6 separate regions of the Mus musculus genome follow, and all the other regions are linked to region 1. Evidence: chromatin contacts called from public ChIA-PET and promoter capture Hi-C data. All regions are on one chromosome and are shown on one strand. The core of a region is the stretch at or near the end of the contact, and the rest is flanking DNA. Distances in the headings are between cores, read along the strand shown.

Evidence for each region. Promoter capture Hi-C pulls out the DNA fragments that hold promoters and counts their contacts. ChIA-PET counts read pairs in DNA pulled down with a chosen protein or histone mark.
Region 2: a contact with region 1 is called in a promoter capture Hi-C map of the C10 cell line. The contact joins the enhancer-like site here to the promoter of Cabcoco1 in region 1. A contact is called at or near these places in 9 of 39 promoter capture datasets (the 3T3-L1 cell line, 3T3-L1-derived adipocytes, the C10 cell line and 5 more) and 2 of 115 datasets of contacts at active chromatin or transcription factors (embryonic stem cells and large pre-B cells).
Region 3: a contact with region 1 is called in an RNA polymerase II ChIA-PET map of memory CD8 T cells, with 11 read pairs. The contact joins the enhancer-like site here to the promoter of Cabcoco1 in region 1. A contact is called at or near these places in 4 of 39 promoter capture datasets (the 3T3-L1 cell line, hippocampal neurons, liver and 1 more), 1 of 15 datasets of contacts at CTCF or cohesin (the NIH/3T3 cell line), 6 of 484 Hi-C or Micro-C datasets (CD4 T cells, embryonic fibroblasts, embryonic stem cells and 3 more) and 3 of 115 datasets of contacts at active chromatin or transcription factors (CD8 T cells, memory CD8 T cells and pancreatic cancer cells).
Region 4: a contact with region 1 is called in a promoter capture Hi-C map of hippocampal neurons, with 2.8 times the contacts expected there. The contact joins the enhancer-like site here to the promoter of Cabcoco1 in region 1. A contact is called at or near these places in 14 of 39 promoter capture datasets (the 3T3-L1 cell line, 3T3-L1-derived adipocytes, the C10 cell line and 7 more), 3 of 484 Hi-C or Micro-C datasets (cortical neurons, muscle stem cells and uterus), 1 of 115 datasets of contacts at active chromatin or transcription factors (large pre-B cells) and 2 of 9 other capture datasets (adipose tissue and macrophages).
Region 5: a contact with region 1 is called in a promoter capture Hi-C map of liver, with 2.1 times the contacts expected there. The contact joins the enhancer-like site here to the promoter of Cabcoco1 in region 1. A contact is called at or near these places in 5 of 39 promoter capture datasets (3T3-L1-derived adipocytes, cranial neural crest, liver and 2 more), 1 of 115 datasets of contacts at active chromatin or transcription factors (embryonic stem cells) and 1 of 9 other capture datasets (macrophages).
Region 6: a contact with region 1 is called in a promoter capture Hi-C map of pre-B cells, with 2.3 times the contacts expected there. The contact joins the enhancer-like site here to the promoter of Cabcoco1 in region 1. A contact is called at or near these places in 7 of 39 promoter capture datasets (the 3T3-L1 cell line, 3T3-L1-derived adipocytes, the C10 cell line and 3 more) and 1 of 9 other capture datasets (liver).

Annotation. Positions count from the first base shown.
Region 1 is chr10:68,540,449-68,543,282 of GRCm38.p6, reverse strand. It overlaps Cabcoco1 (ciliary associated calcium binding coiled-coil 1), which reads left to right and starts at 1,408. Exons shown (of 8, transcript NM_028491.1): 1 at 1,408-1,536. The coding sequence starts at 1,426.
Region 2 is chr10:68,986,098-68,988,931 of GRCm38.p6, reverse strand. No RefSeq gene overlaps it. Among named protein-coding and RNA genes, the nearest start is that of Gm33035, 46 kb to the left of the region's middle. Within about 2 kb of position 1,456, at least 10 of the 459 cell types and tissues checked have an H3K27ac peak or open chromatin away from gene starts, as enhancers often do.
Region 3 is chr10:68,153,139-68,155,972 of GRCm38.p6, reverse strand. The region is part of intron 4 of Arid5b (AT rich interactive domain 5B (MRF1-like)); the gene reads left to right. Gm51770 (a long non-coding RNA gene) reads right to left here. Exons shown (of 3, transcript XR_003948901.1): 1 at 1-2,834. Among named protein-coding and RNA genes, the nearest start is that of Gm51770, 3.4 kb to the right of the region's middle. Within about 2 kb of position 1,407, at least 30 of the 459 cell types and tissues checked have an H3K27ac peak or open chromatin away from gene starts, as enhancers often do. A contact at or near this core is called in CD8 T cells and memory CD8 T cells, where this site is marked.
Region 4 is chr10:68,908,002-68,910,835 of GRCm38.p6, reverse strand. No RefSeq gene overlaps it. Among named protein-coding and RNA genes, the nearest start is that of Gm32931, 87 kb to the right of the region's middle. Within about 2 kb of position 1,480, at least 11 of the 459 cell types and tissues checked have an H3K27ac peak or open chromatin away from gene starts, as enhancers often do. A contact at or near this core is called in cortical neurons and hippocampal neurons, where this site is marked.
Region 5 is chr10:68,870,896-68,873,729 of GRCm38.p6, reverse strand. No RefSeq gene overlaps it. Among named protein-coding and RNA genes, the nearest start is that of Gm32931, 50 kb to the right of the region's middle. Within about 2 kb of position 1,384, at least 4 of the 459 cell types and tissues checked have an H3K27ac peak or open chromatin away from gene starts, as enhancers often do. A contact at or near this core is called in liver, where this site is marked.
Region 6 is chr10:68,840,878-68,843,711 of GRCm38.p6, reverse strand. No RefSeq gene overlaps it. Among named protein-coding and RNA genes, the nearest start is that of Gm32931, 20 kb to the right of the region's middle. Within about 2 kb of position 1,436, at least 22 of the 459 cell types and tissues checked have an H3K27ac peak or open chromatin away from gene starts, as enhancers often do. A contact at or near this core is called in pre-B cells, where this site is marked.

The sequences.
Region 1 (2,834 bases), core at 159-2,658:
TTCCATTTCTTTGGAGTAAAGATCAAAAGGAAAAAAAAAAGAGAGAGAAAAATATTAAACACTTTAATGAGTTTGGAAGTTGGTGGCTCATAGTAAGTCTGGCAATAACTATGAATTGACTGTATTTTCACTAATTGAACACATTCTAAAATCCTTTTAAAGTGGGGTTAAAAGTCATAGCCATGTTGTTGAGTTAATACTTTGTACTGAGAACTCAGTCAGTCCCTCGAAGAGTAAAAATTCCAAGGAAAAGCGACATTACAACCTGCTTGAAGAGATGGAATGTCTGTGAATTAAGCTACAGATGACTCTTGAATAGAGGTGGGCTATACCAGGATTTGGGTTGTTTAAACTACGAAAACACTTGAGGGACAGACATGGTTATAAAGCTACGTACAAGAACATGTTAAATTTTCTCTGAAAGGCAACTGGAGAGAAGCATTCTGATTTGGTAAGCTGGTGGCTTTGCACAGCATGTATCCAGCCAGGAAAGTTTAACACAGACACCAGCACTGTGAACACTAGGAGGTGACAAGATCCCCTGAACATTTCTAATACAATAATCGGTTTGATCTCTTTGGAAAGCTTTGAAGCCGTTAGGGGTTGGGATTTTGTTGTATGCGTGGAGGAACCGACCCCGTAGTGTATGGATTTGACAGTAAGCGTCTTGCGTGGGTAGCAGCCTCCAAGCAGGTAAATGTATGGTGCATCCCGCAGCCAAAGGAAGCATTGAATAACCAAAAAATATCCAAATATGTAGGATCGGGCTTGTAGCTCAGTGGTTAAGGTGTTTACCCAGGACTCGGGTGACACTGGGTTCAGTGTGTGCTTGCATAAATTGGGTATGGTGCCCTTGATTGTAAGCTCTTGGGAGCTGGAGGTAGGAGGTCAGCAATTCAAGATCCTCTTCAGCCTGGGCTACCAAGGTGGAGTGGGTGGAGGGAGGCTCTTCATACTCCCAATCTAATACCTCCTTGTTTAGAGTCTTTGTATTATGGAAATTTCAAACAGTTGCTAGAGGAGACAGTGTTCTAACCCCACCTCTTCCGCAATTTTAATTCACAAGTCCATTTGCCTCTCTCGGTATTTTGAAGTAAGTTGCAGATTGCCCCTTCCATCACTAGCTAAATATACACCTCTAAAATTAGAGTCAGTTTTTCCTACTGAAGACCACAATGCCACGGATCAGACTTTTAAACGTTATAAAAATTGCTTAAGATCAACCATTAAGAGCCAGAGCCCCCAAATCGCTTATCGTCTCCCTTTTAGAGTTAGCTTTCTGTGTCAACTCCAGAATTGCTTCTGAAGTAAATTTCTCAGTTTCCACTGTAATTCGAGCAGCAGGTGGCCTCACGGGCTCCCGTGAGTGGGCGGGGCCTGAGCTTCGGTTAGGCGTCACTGCCTCCCACCACGGTTGCCTTGGCGATGAAGGCTGCTTCCTCTAAAGAAAACGTGTCAGGGTCGTCCACAGGATTGACCTCCTGGGCGTTGACCACCCCTGGGGTGTCGCCAGTAGGCAGCACTTCTGACTCTGAGGTATGTGTCCCTTTCCGGGAAGTCCAGTACCGGGTCCTTGGCTAACACCAAGGTCACTCAAGGTCAAGGTCAGAGCTGCCTGGGACTCAAGCGGTAAAGGCTTGCAAGCTGATCCTTGGGGCAGAGGTCTCCAGGACCCCTGAAGCTCACACAGACCCTGTGAGCTTACTCTGGAAAGTTCCAGGCTCACGCAGCCTCACAGATATGCAAATCTTTAACTGGAAAAACAAAAAGTAATCTCTGATCTTAAAGGGGACCCGTCCCTTTTTGCAAGTGCCATTGATTGACTGGGAAGATCAACAACTGTTCAAAGGGTGTTAAAGATTGCTGCTTTCTGAGTGAGTCATGGTTAGTTTCTGTTGTCACCTGTCCCTGTCCCAGGAGACAAGACCAAACACCCTGAGCTGAGAGTCTGTTCTCTGCCCCTGGCCTCATGGCTCATAGTGAATTTGTCCCTGGTACTCCAGGGACCTCTTGGGTAACACAAGGTCATCTACCACCCCCTCCTAGCACCAGCTATCAATGTGTGTGGAGCATTAACTCATCGTGACCCTAGACTTAATGCTTAAAGGGTTATTACTATTGCATTTTCACTTATTTGTGGGTGGGTGGATGAAAGTCCCAGTCCCAGTGCTCAGTGTGGAAGTCAGAGGACCACTTGATGGTTGTCCATATGCGTCCTAGTGATGAAGGTCAGGTGTTCAGTTTTGGCAGAAGGTGCTGCACTCCTTGCTAAGAATTTAACCGCAAGTGCATCAGCTAAGCCATCTTTTTTTTTTTTTTACTGTTTAAATCTCCTCACTGAGTCTATCAAGTACAGTTTCCATGAGGTTATTTTTTCCCTTCCTTTTTTTTTTTAAAGACTCTGAGGAGTGAATAATGAAGTGTTAATTAACACAGCTTTGTTCAGCTTCCATATTAGTCCAAACAACAACAGTCTTTGTGAAGAAGATAAGTATTTCGCTGCAGACTCAGCAGTCAGGAAGCACAAAGCCAGTAATTTCATGCCTTCCTCTTCAACAAGGGAGCAAGCAAGCCAGTCCCACTCCACCCCCTCCAAGTCCCCCAGTACTGCAGGCAGACCGCTAAGCCTGCAGGGTCTCCCATGAGCCTTTCTAAATAAAATTAGCATACATTAAATGCACATTTTAACATGATAAACTGGATCCTAAGCTCATTCCTCCCTTGTGATCGCTAATGTAAGTTAACATAATTTTTAAACCAGCATAGAAAACTTTCCAATTAAATTCTGTGTCGTTTAAACATATACAAAATCTTCTATGACTGTATGTTTCCGT
Region 2 (2,834 bases), core at 207-2,706, 450 kb before region 1:
TTTGAGAACATGGAGGGAAAATGGTCAAATCCGTTTTTTTAAACCATTAAAAATCGTAAAGTTATGATCCTTTTGCAAACCCACGTGTGTCTGCTGTAGAGGAAACATGAAGAGCAATGCTATTTTGTTTTAGGAGTGTGGGTGTTCTGCCCATATACATGTCTGTGCACCATGTGTGTGCCTGATGCTCACGGAGGCCACACAAGGGCATCAGCTGCTTGGCAGGTGCTGGAAACTGAACTCAGCAGCATGCTCTCTTAACCGCCGAGCCATCTCTCCAGCTCCTTCTGTTGATATTTAATGTGTTCTAAGGATGGCTTTTAAGATTCAGGATCTATCACTTGGGATCACAGTGAAAAATATTTGGGGGGGGGCAGAGGGGAGGGGAATCGGGCATTTTTTTAAAATTCTGAATCCATGTTTGGCCTTAGTTTGCAACCCCATGTCACTGAGATCTGTAAAATCTCATAAGAGTTACTACTTTACTTTGAACCTATTTTTAAAATGCCTTGTCTTTCTAATGCACATACTAGACCTCTGTAGCCCCTATATTAATATATGTGGAAGCATGGACACAGGTCGTAATAAAATGTGCCTAAAGCACCCAAAGGCCTCATTAACATGAGGACATCCATGGTAACACTGGTGAAGGGTAGAACTCTTGAACATCAATTCAAAGATGTCTCCCATAGCTTCTGGGAATGGTGGTACCAAGCTGGGAAGCCAAAAGGGCTGGGAAGGGCAACCAGTTCTGAATCTGGCTCTAATCTGAACAGTTTACATGCAGAGTTTTCAAAAGCAGACGTTTGCGGTGAAAATACTTAATACCCAACATTTCATGTTAAGTCTGCACGCTTTCCAAATAAGGTGTCCTCCGTACTTCTAAATTACCAAGTATGAAAGCCGTAATGTTCTGTGCTCCCGAGGGGCAGAGAGTAATTCAGACATGAAGTCATTTTAATAGAAATCATTCCTCTTTTCTTGGCAAGAGAAGAATTTCAGTAGATTTTTTTTTTTTCAAAATTACCAAATACCCTTTCCCGGAGGATCCGTGCTGGCTCTTAGCATGTTTCTCATTTCATTTAACACAAATATTTTGATCCTCTGGGGGCAATCTACTCAGTTACAGTGTCTGCATCACTGTCTCCCAAAGATAAATGAGGTGCTTTCCTTCAAAACGGACACAGAAGAGGTAAGGAAAATGATCATAACCCTAAGAAGAAATTTCTAAAAAGAAACCCCTCTGCCCGAGCCCTGCAGATGGGAAACGGCTCCATCTCTAAGCCATTGTCTTCAGGGGCTGTTTGCAAATAGGAAGATTTTCTCCCTGAACATCTGCTCGAGGGCAGGAGAAGGCAACTGTGCAAGGTGATGGCGCCCTGCTCTTCCCCAGGTCAAAGGTGGTATTATCTTCCTGGGTTGCTGGGTGAAGAGGGATCTGGAAGCTGAGTCTGGACTTAACGACAAAGGGCTCTTGGGTTGAGCAAGCAACTCTGTTCCAGAGTGGTCAGAGAGAGTGCCCTTCACTTGATTCCTTGAACTGGACCTGACTCCATCCAAACTAGCACACTCCGTTTTACAAATGATTTCTATTTGCATTTTGTGCTTATGGGTGTTTTATCTGCCTGTGACTTTGTATAGCACATGCACGCCTGGTGTGCTTGGAGGCCAGAAGAAGGCTTCAGAATCCCTTTGACTACAGTCACAGATGGTTATGAGCTGGAATGTGAGTGCGGGACTTGAACCCGGTTCCTCTGAATATGAGCAGCCAGTGTGTTTAATCAGTGAGTCATCTCTCCAGTCTGGCTAGCATATTTCTAAATAATATACAGCTTATTATCAGTGTCTATCCAGAAACATCCTCAGCTCCCAAGATCTGAAACAGAATATTTAGATCTGTCATTAAAAATGCTAATTCATCCCTCTGAAAATTCCAGAGGAGTTTCCCATGTTTCTACATAACAAATCAGTTGTGTGACAAGGTGTAAATGGGTTATATTATGACATATTGGCCAGCGAGCCTGCAGAAAACTCCAGATTTGAGGGAGTTAATTCAGTGGTGACAATGTCAGGGACCATGAAGTTCTAAGAACTTTCTGGAAGTAGGTAGGTATTTCTGTTCATCAAAGTAGAAATGTTTCTGTTCTTTAGCTGTTTATGGTTCCATTGTCAATGTCAGCATGTGGACATGTGTGTCTCTGTGTGTGTGTAGATGTGCATGTGTGTGTAGGTGTGCATATTTGTGTGCTTGTGTGTGTGTATGTTTGTGTGCATATATGCATATATGTGTGTGCATGTGTGTATGTGTGTGTCTGTGTATCTGTGTGTGTATAGGTGTGCATATGTGTGTATGTGTGTGTCTGTGTATGTGTGTGTGTGCAGTGAGTGCATATGAGTGTATACAGGCATATGTGTATTGTAAAAGGCTTTTTTTTTAAAAGTGGAAGGCGCTAAACCAGCTTTCAATTAGACCCATCTTCAAATACATTTGCTTTCAAAGTCTCTCCCATAGTCCCCCAACATCCTAACCTTAAGCACTGGGTCTTGGATATCTATATTTGAATTAAAATTCTAGACTGTCAAAACAGGAGGCCACATACCATGGGTATCTTTTCATCGTTTTACCCTAGGATGATCACAGTGTCTGACATATAGGGATCAATAAATATTTTGGTCCCAGCAGTCTAGAAGGTGAGCAGAGCCAGGGATGGCTTCACCTGGGCTCTTCAGCTCTGCTCCAGCCACACAACATGGACTCATGTCTGCTATAAAGGTGCAAGGTCAGAAGAGCCCTAATGTACCAGCAGCCCACTGTCACGGTGGCCTTCGGGATG
Region 3 (2,834 bases), core at 158-2,657, 390 kb after region 1:
ATCTTGAGTCTCCCTTCTGTAGGCCTGTGATATGAGGCTCCTCACTAGCTGATGTGTTTATCTTGCAGTAAGAGGACAGAGGTGCCTCCCTTGGGTTCTGTAGAGCCTGGAAAGTTGGGACCTCTGTTTAGATCTTAATGTATGTTGTCCTCCATCAGGCTAGAACCTGTACATGCATGCTTCCTAAAAAAGAAACTCACTCATCTGACCCACCAGACTGGTGGTGACTTCTTTCTTCCTGCAGACTTTAATTGGAGCATCGCTCTTCCTAGATCTCTTCCCCTATGACTCCATGAGGTCAGTGTCTCTGTGACACTCCAAGAACCCTTACTGGTCCCTTTATACAACTCTCACAATCTCACTAGAGATATATTGGGATGCTTGATATCCTTTGCGTGTAGCTCACTGATCCAAGCTAGCAGTGAATAAACTGAGCTTAATCTATCTTAAATTCACAGAGGAACTGTATAGGAAGTATACGCCAGTTGCCCTTGCGGTCTGCTTTAAATAAGGCCCCGCTTGCTTGCATATCAAGCCAGGCTGCTGTGTAGAGTGAAGAAGCACAGAGCGAGAGCTGAAGAAGACGCATACATACCTTTAATCCCAGCTTTTGTGAGGTAGAGGCAGGAGGATCACTTCAAGTTTGAGGCACGTTCCAGGCTGGCTAGGGACCTAGCAAAACCTTGTCTCAAAGCCAGAAAAGAATAAAGAGGAAGATGGCAGAGCCAAGGCAGTAACTGACGACTGCTTGTGGGTCTGAGGTGGGTTCACTGACCGTTGCCTCTTGCTCCTAGTGTCTGTGTCTCGGGTTCCTCCTCTTTAGCATTATTAACCATAGCAATTGGCAATACCCAGCTACCGAGTATACTACAAGAGGACTTAGATGGCGAAGTGCCTAACATCCGACACCTACAGAGGATTACAACGCCTCCCATGTTTGGCATGGACAGAGAGGGCGAGGGTCTATCTTTCCAGAATATTCCAGAGCTCGGATGCTCTCACCTTCAGTTTAATTCCTTCTTCCCCTCAGCCCTCCCCAATCCTTACACACAGACTGTTCTCTATTCCAGGGAACCCATGGCCTCTCTCACTCTCTGTGGCTGTCACAAGCAATAGTGAAATTGGAGATTATACTTCTTTATGCATGCTCTTCCCCAATAACTTATAACCTCCTGTTGTGTGTCAGGCTTAATTATCCTCAGTGTTTTTCTCCAAAGTAATTTCTCAGGGAAAGACAAAACCAAGACAAGAGAGTAGTCGTGAACAGTGTAAATGGCGTGTAAGGCCTGAGACCTAGGAGTCAGAAAAGCAACCAGAAGATTGGCTAGTGATTATGTGGCTGACACCGATCAGAGCCCCGAATCTCTTGTACATGAGGAAATGATCACCCACGTGAGCCCGATAGTAAAAAGGATACGAGATTGATGAGTCAAGCCAACCCATCCTCCATGGCTTCACCACTTAATATTAGCAGATGACTGAGATCTGCTTGTCACAGACCCCTGGCTTTGCTCAGTTTTAAATACTTGGCTTTGATTTATAGAAGGTTTTGTGGCCAGTCATGACATCAGAATGTAAAAAAAAAAAAAAAAGAAAAGAAAAGAAAGAAAGAAAGGAGAAAGAGAAAAAAGAAAAAAGAAAAAGAAAACAGTAAGTGTATGGGGGGGAGGGGCTTGCTGTAAAATAAAATGTACATTTACTGGTAAGAAGCAGAGAACATTTGGCATCAGCGGAAAAGCTGAGTCTTTGATGTGGAAAATAGAAAAGTTCTTTTTGTTTCCATTCGGGTCGGAGGGAGAGATGATCGCTCTGTGATAAGTCCAGTGGGTTCTGAAGCTCAGTGTAACAATTGATGAGCCACAAGTTGTCCTGCCCGGAGGATGTACCACGATGAAACACACATGTGTGGACGAAGTGTGGGAAGAGAGGCGCCACGATGCAGGAAAAACAGAGTGGACTCAATAAGAGGAGTCCCCCTGCCTCTCTGTATGAGGCTTTGTTTTGTAACGAGGCTACTTACGTGTATATGGTGTGTATGAGCAAAGGAGCTGAGGAGAAAGACACAGAGGTGGAGAATGGTCCTTTTTTTTTTTTTTTCTTTGTGACTTCTATTATCCTGTGACAGCCTGCAGCCACCCTATTCTGGACGGGGATCTAAGAAGTAAATGTCCTATTTTAAGTGTGGTAGGGTCCTCGGTTTTAAACAATTTCTCCCTGTTTGGTTTTGTTTTAATGTTCGCACAATTAATGCCTCTCGCGTGTATTCAACAATAGTTGCCTAGCAACCATCAAGCAGTCTATTTAGAAGGCAAAGGGTCTAAAATTGAATGAAGAGAGAACATGACTCAAGCTGCAGCAGAAACAAATGAGTTTCTGATACCAGTTTCAAATCGTAGCCCCCAGCAGCTGAGCAAGGGGCCATCTGGTCTGGCACCTGTAGAGGAGACACACGCAAATGGCCTGTATATCTTGGACACTTGCAGATGGGAAGATAGACATTACCAGAAGGTTCTCTGGATGTCAGTTAGACTATGTTTTCTTCCTTCAAGCAATCTGCCTATGTAATCCCTAATGGATGGGTGTGTGTGTACAATTAAAACTGTCATCTCCAAGGGGTCTAGAACTACCTAAGGGACAAACATTACAAGATGACCATGATGACTGTGAAGGTGTTTCTGAATTCCGTTAGATGAGGCGAGAAGACCAACCCTAAATGCAGGCACATCATTCCATTCCATGGGCTGGGGTCCTAAACTGTATAAAAGGGGAGTATTCATCTCTCTCTGCTACAATGTAACCAAATGCCTAACTCTTGACACCTGGATAGACTATAT
Region 4 (2,834 bases), core at 231-2,730, 370 kb before region 1:
GTAGAGGTGATGAGAATGCCACATGGGGGATAGTTCAGGTAGAGCGGGAAACAGTAACCATACCTGGGAAAGAGAGGGTGACAGGAAAGTACCTTTTGTTTTTGTTTGTTTGTTTGTTTTTGTTTGTTTGTTTGTTTTTAAAAAGGATCTAGAACTAAGAGACAGGCCCTCAAAAGACTTCTTTACTCTGATAGATGACTTTGTCCCTGCAGCCATCTCTGGCCACTTTCTGTAGGTGAGTGACACATTTGCTCCCTCTAGGATGAGCAATACACTGTGTGTGTGTGTGCATGTGCGTGTGTGTAATATGACTTGCTTGGGTGTAAATGAACTAGCAACTTATGCTGGGCACTTCTGAGGAGCTGTTGAGTATCTACAATTGGTTTTCTTCCTGCATCCAGAATTTGCAAAAGGGTTTCCCTGGCATCATGAATGTCAGCTCACCTGGATAGTGGTATACACACACACACACACACACACACACACACACACATACATACATACATACATAATATCTGGAAAGCAACTTCATATTTTCCATACACTTACATATATACATACACATTACATGTACATATACATGTATGTGTATAAATATATGTGTATACATGTATATATATCACTCTATATGTATATACATTACCCTACACACACATACATATATATACACATGTATATATACAGACACAGATATACATATACATAAAGATATCCATCCTGATCTACTCTTCCTACAATTTTCGACCCCCCAGATATTACTGGCTTCAGTCTCACACATGTTCCCTCATCTGAAAAGCAAAGGTGGCAATGTTCAGAGAGCCCTTGAAAGACACAGATTCACATGTGTTGAATCTTTCTCCTGAGAGTAGAAACATGACTCTTGTTTGATACTGTGAAGCTCACAGCTGTTCCTCTCTGAGAAGACATTAAGGGATATCTAAATACATAATTTGTATTTCATACAGCTAAGTTGTCTGTCTCAGGCACTGTGAATCTTTAACTATTTTAAATCAAGATTGAAATAGGCTTTCAAATATCTAGGAAGCTTTGCCCTTAAGTAAAAGGACCTTGAGACAAAAAAAAAATCCATTTGCATAATGCTTTTAATTTTTTCAAAGCCTCTTTCAAATCTATTATTTTACTTGATCCTCACAACAGCTCTGTGAAACCATTCACTTTAAAGACACAGACTTGAAAGCAGAGAACATTTAAAACAGTTCAAAAAAAAAAATCCGTGGTAAAAAAAAAAAATCACAAAGAAATTCCCAGAGCATCCATATCATGGCTCTAACCTAAACTGTATTTACTGCAAATTGTATTGACTCGAGAGATGGCAGCGTGTAAATAGTTTCTCTTCTCCAAACCACATTCAAACTGCAGTTGTTATGAATACAAAAGAGCTTTTCTGAGGAGGAAAAGAACTAGAATCTCGCTGCATTAAGAGAGCGGGCTGGTATGTGGATGAGTAGTCAGCCTGGAAGTGGAAGGTTTCTGCATGACGAGCTTCGCCCTGCCTGCCTGCACTGGGGGATGGATTTACATATATTGACTCCATCCAGCGTATGAATAACGATCAATTTTCTTGATCTAGTCTATTCTGTCAATCTGTGCTCTCGCTAGCAAATGAGGAGATGTTGCTGTCAGCCAGAAATAGAGTTTCCTGGGCTTATGTGTGCTTTTAAGAGCTCTTTTCTACTTAATTAAAAGATACATACGGTGATTGACAGAGAACAGCAGGCTACTCGGAGCTACAAAATTTGCTACATATATATAGATGGGTTCCTGGAAGCAGAATCATGAACGATGCCTGAATGCTTGTAAAGGCAGACATTACCAAGTACAGTCAACTTCAAATGTCAGTTTTATTAATTGCAGAATAAAATCAAATGAATAAATACAATTTGTCAGATGTGGCCAGTAAAAGCATCCTCTCTCAGGAGCTGCAAATTACTCCAGGTAACAATATGCAAACGTGCCAGAAAAAAAATGAAGAAAAACGCTAGTTTTTGGTTCAACATATTAACACGTCTTTGCAGCTTCGGTCATCCCTGCCTCTAAGCAGTACTGGAGTTGGACATGGGGTCAGATAATGCAAGTAAGTAATGCATTCTCACCATGGGTAGCAGGAGAACCCTAAACATCTGCCAACTTGTCAACCCCATCAAATTCCCTTTGCCTCAGATGTGTTGGTGAACAGTGGACCCAGGACACTCCTAGATTAAATATATATATATATATATATATATATATATATATATATATATATATATATATATTTTTTTTTTTTTTTTTTTTGTAGAGCTACACGAGACAGGTAATTAACCGAATGCAACCACTAGGGGGCGCATTGATGCAGTTTTACAGCTCCCTTTTCTTGCTTTCAAGCATTTGGGTGAACAGAGATGCTGAATCTGTGCGAATGGGATGTATACAGTCATCTCTCGGTACCCATGCAGACTGATTTCAGGGCACATGCATAGCTGTATTAGAGGATGCTACAGTCTTGTATAGGCAGTGGTAAGGGTTTGTGTATAACCTGTACACATTATTCCTTATACTGCAAGGATGTGTGTGTGTGTGTGTGTGTGTGTGTGTGTGTGTGTGTGCGCGCGCGCGCGTGCATGTGTGTGTGTTCATAGATATCACATGTGTGCATGTATGTGTAAAGTCCAAAACAGGGTGACGGATTCCCTGGACCTGGAGTCGTGATCTTTCTGATATGGGTTCCAGGAATGAAACTTGGCTCCTCAACATCTCTTAGCCACTGAACCATCTCTCCAGACCCCTTTGCCGCATTTTAAATCGTCTCTAGACAACGAGTAACATACAAAGTC
Region 5 (2,834 bases), core at 135-2,634, 330 kb before region 1:
GTCTCTGGAGACGCTGCCTGTGCCCTGGACCACTCCCTGTCTGACCCTACTTACCCTTGGTGGGGTTGGAGGTGTGGCAGTATGGAATTAACCTAGGCTCCAGGAGCAGGTGAGAAAATTGCATTGCAAGTTCCTTTAATATTCACCACCTGCGCTTCATTGGTCACAAGAAAGCAGAGCTTCTAAACAGCCGTTCCTGATTGGCTGACATTGTCTATGTCAGCAATCCTTGATCTCTCAGGCAGTCCTCAATTAGGTCCTCCTGTAGGAGCTGCCTTTGCAGCTTGCTGCACGGCCCCAGGGCATTTATGCACAGGTGAGTCGTAGTTCCTTCTTCATGGAGATGCAGGCTACATAAGGACTTGCACATGCGCTTTGGTGTAAAGTTGACTCAAGCGCCGTTCGTGTGCCGTTGTCCTCTACAGGTTCACCGTTGAGCAGTTGACCCCCAGTGGTAGCAGCATTTAGGGGAGCCATGGAAAATCAAGGAGGTGGGGGCATAACCAGAGGTCATAGGTCACTTGTGGGACACGTCTTAGGGATCTTGCTGACTTCCAGTATGATCTCTTTGCATCTTGTCCTCTGGAGGTATAAAGACCCCCAGCTATGGACAGGACCCCTCCTGCCTTCGTATATGTGGGCACACATTCGCCACCAAGGAACTCTGAGCAAAATACAGTTTTCCTCTCTGTCACAGTGATGAGAAGAATAATGTCTGCTGTTGGCTGTGTTGACAGCTGGTGTTCTGGTTAATGTTTCTAATTCATGTCTTTTCGCACCATTAAAGTGGGGCAAAGTTATGTTTTGTAAAAGAGATGGTTCTCAACCTGTGGGTTGTGACTTTTTTGAGGTGACCAATCCTTTCACAAGGGTCGAGTATTGGATATCCTGAATATCAGATATTTATATTACCATTCATAACAGCAGCAAAATTATAGCTATGACGCAGTGACAAAAATAATTTTATGGCTGTGGGTCACCACAACATGAGGAACTATTTTAAAGGGCCAAAATATTAGGAAAGTTATCCAACACGGTGTTAAAGAGTTGTTATATCAAATAAGACAGGATTTCCAATGCTAAGCACAAGGACTTGCACACAGTAGGTGTGCACGCAACACATTTAGGATGTCAGAGCAAATGCAGTTTCCTTTAGACGCTCTCTGACTGGCTGGTAAGATGACCTTGGTCACTCTGGCTCCCTTCAGTATATACCAATTCAATTCACAGCACTTAAGTACATATGTGATATTTAATAAGCTTCTCTTAAGTTTGTATAATTTCCTCAATTAACTATAACACTGCCCAGTGCAGAGCCATGTTATTCTATCTTAGGCTAACTGCCTTACTCAGCATTCAGCACACAGCTCATGATGGATGTTCGTGGACTGATTGATTAGAAACTTGGCAACACTGTATTCTTTCAGTTTCCTAATGAGCTGAAGCTTTCATAAGCTGGCTGATAATATTGAACGCACTGAGAATGTTGCAACCAGCGAGTAGGGGCAAAAATATTCAAATACAGGACCAGAGAAACGGCTCAGCAGTTAAGACTGTATACTGCTCTTGCAGAGGACTGGGGTGGGCTTCCCAGGACCAATATAGGGTGGCTTACAACTGCCTTTTACCCCAACTCTTCTTGGGGCTCTGATACCCTAACTTCTTCATGGTGCACATGGGGGTACTCAAATGTGCACACACACAGACAAATGTAAATAAAAATCAAAGCTTTATATATGTAAGTATATATACATATATATATATATATATATATGTATATATATATATATACACACACACATATTTTTATGTATACACACACATATAGATGTGTGTGTGTATGTGTGTGTATGCACATATATATGAAGATTAGGTGGCATTACAATAATGTGGACACTATCAATAGCAAGTCTCACATTTCGTCTTTGTCACCTCTCAGGTCAAATATTAAAGAGCCAATACCAGGTAATTAACTCATCTGAAGCAAAGTTCTTGCTCTGTCTTCTCCATTCCCCATCATACCATGCAACAGACAAAGCTCCCACTTCAATACTAGCGACTTGACTCTTCAAGCCCCAGAAGCCCAGACAGGGGAACCACATTTTTTTTTAATGACCAGTAACACTTATTCCATCCATCCATAGATTCATTGGTTCATCAATAATATTCACCAGGGAGCCACCAAACACATGTGACTCAAGTGATTCCCTGTGTCCGTCAAGAGTCCCTGACGACTGAGCTGACAAACTTGTGGCTAGGACTGATGGCCGCCTCAGGTTGTGGGTGGACATCCAAGTCCTGTGCATTTTCTCTTGAAGCCCCTCTGCTCTCCTTCTGCCTCTTGAGTTGATGGAGAGTTTGTCAACCGTGTCTCATCCAACCCACCCTCTCTAGAAGATCAGGTTTGAAGGACGGCCTTCTCACTCAACATTCAACGCCTCCAAAGCAAACTCCAGTACTTGATTCAAACATCAGGAATGGCTAGAAAGACCTTTACCATCTAGTGATTGCCATATCCAGAGATCCATCCCATGATCAGCTTCCAAACGCTGACACCATTGCATACACTAGCAAAATTTTGCTGAAAGGACCCAGATATAGCTGTCTCTTGTGAGACTATGCCAGGGCCTAGCAAACACAGAAGTGGATGCTCACAGTCAGCTATTGAATGGACCACAGGGCCCCCAATGGAGGAACTAGAGAAAGTACCCAAGGAGCTAAAGGGATCTGCAACCCTATAGGTGGAACAACATTATGAAGTAACCAGTACCCCGGAGCTCTTGACTCTAGCTGCATATGTATCAAAAGATGGCCTAGTCGGCCATCACTGCAAA
Region 6 (2,834 bases), core at 187-2,686, 300 kb before region 1:
ATGTCCCTCAATATTTCTGTAATCATATAGCTGGTAGCAGCAGCCTCGACGCTCACTGGATCAGTGAGAAATGTGTTGCCTTAACCAATACTTATGACTTTGCATTTGCTGGAAATCAATGGCAGAGTCCTAGAAAGTGAAGAGTTTAGGCGTCGTTTTGTGGTCACACTGTGCGCTTTTGAAAACATGAGAATACAATTAATAATAAATTATAATAAAGTGTTTATTTACACTTTATGCTATGTGTTGTATAGCTTCCCTGTATGCTTAAAATATACTCACATATATTTGTGATCATAAATATACATTACATATAGCTAAGTCCATGCCTACAACACAAACGTATTCCTAACAGCGAGCACTCACAGTGTCCATGTGTTTTATTTTATAAATGAGAATAGTAATATTCTCTGCCCCATCCTAAGCCCTTTCCATTTATGTCCTTTTTCTCTTCAGTTCTTAAAATATCAAGTCTGTATGTTTTGGATTAACATGAAATGTCTCTTTCTGTTAATAATCAGAATTAATCTCAAGCAACGCAAAGATAAGGGTTCCTTTTGAAATGTGCCTCAGAGATCCCAGCAGTGCCTGGTAACACTCAACCCTTCATTAAATATCCTATTATCTATTTATCAAATAATACCTCTGCTCATACCAGGCTTCACAATAACTTACTCTCACATTCTAGCTAGAATATATTGTCAAATGAAACTGGTATGTTTGTGCCTCCTGACTAGTTTCTGCTATGGCATAAGTACATTATAAAAAAATTATAGACTCTGGGGGTTTTGTTTGTTTGTTTGTTGTTTTTGAAACAAGGAATACATTTTTGATTTACAGTCCAGCTTAATTTCATGATTTAAAAATGGATGCAGAAGCTGATCCTAACACCATAGGTTAAAATAACCAATATCTACAGTACTGCCTTACAGATATCCCAGTTGTGTTTCTATTCCTGGCAACTTAGTAGTGACTTACTCTGAGGATGTAGGACATTATTCCATTTGCTGTTTCTCCAAACCTATAATCTGGGCAGACATTTGTAATAACTGTTTTTCTTAATGTCCCGCTGAACTGAGAAAGTTTTTTTTTTTCCTCCTTAAGTCAGGAAGGAAGGAAGGCTTATTTCAAGTCAACACTGATAGTAACAATTGCTGGACAGACTTCAGTTTTCTAAAAATAGGAGGGCACCAGTTCCTCCCACTGCAGAAAGATTCTGATGTCAGCGGTGGCAGGAAATGCAACCCGAGCGGAGAGAAAACACCCGTGGGGTTCCGTAACCCACCAGAGTCATTGTCATCTTCTGCATGTAAATTGTATAAATCTCCCAACAATATAATCCTCGGGATATGGCAGATGATTGGCGGACTGCAAAGCTTTTCCTTTAGGCTCAAACAGTTCTTTGATACAAAACAATATTTTTCATTACAAAGGCAACTGTTGATAGCCAGTAGGCCCTGATAGTCCCATGTGGGCAGCTCAAGAAGTGTGCTGCCTTACACAACACAGGATTGCTTTTCATGCGACGGAGACCATTTGTGCAATTGAGAACCCATTCAGAAAGCCCAGTGATAGACGGGCCTTTTAAAATTCCAAGATGTAAATGCATTGAAGTGCATTATCAGACCGGCTTTTCACAAAACACCCCTAGGAGGATAATTTAATGTATACATTCAGCCGTCATTGTATTTGTGTTTCTGGCAATAATTCATTTCTCCTATTTCCCAATAGTTCCTTTTTTTTTTCTTCAGAAAACCTCAGCTATGTCTCAAATGAAACAAAGGCAGGAGGCAACCCCAAATTTCGGTTTTTAGCATCATCTCAATTACTGTTTCTCAGGGCCCCCCTCTCCCCCTCTTTTTTACAAGAGATTTGCAAATAACATATAGGGCAGTGAGATTATAAAAGACCACATAGCCCATTGCCCCTCCCCCCCCCCGCCCTCGGGCAAAAGTACCAGGGAAATGGAATTATTTTTTTCAAGTGAATATTGCACATCATCTTTTTGTTGTCTTCTAGGGTGAATTTATTTTACATGAGATGAAGCTTCTCCTGCATTTTCATGTTATTTTCAGTAATGCTTTTCCAGGACACTACAGGCCAGCGAGAGATCATTAGAATATAGAATTAGAATTTAGAATGTATTGACGAGGCGGGGGATGGGGTGGGCAGGGCACAACGTGTAACAGGTTGCAACAAAATGAACTAGGAAAAAAACGAACCCAGGACTAAACCATTCAGCGTTAGCGTTCACCACGAGGCGAGCTATCCTCCAATGAAGCAGCAGACAAAGGTTCTAAGAATTCCACCCTCTACACCGAGTGATCATGGGTTGAGAGGGAGAAAAAAAAAATCAATCTTTATATTGTGTCAAGAGCAATGTCTAATGAATCCCTACAAAAATATCGACAGCCATGCAATTAAAATAACTTAAAGTTCAATGATCATCTTGAGGCATTGCTCCATCAATTCTTATAAAATAAAAAAAAGAAAGAAAGAAAGTAAAGCTTATTTAACTAGGTCTTGGCGTCTGTGGAGAATTAGATCATGTTGAGAGACTAATGTGGGAATTCAATAGTGTATTTTTTTCTCCCTCCATAGTGAGTCACTGTGCTACCTGCAAGCCGTAATCTGATTTCTTTTTAATTTCTGTGGAAAATAAGATTACTAAAGTAGAGGAACCAGAAAAACTACTGTTATTATTGTTCCCAAAACAAAACAAACAAACAAATCCCACTGGCAGTGACTGAGAAACATCTATTCATCCATATCTCAGAACCACAAAATCCCCATTTTAAGTTAAAAGGTGTACTTTTCTCTGGGTTGGAAGGCAC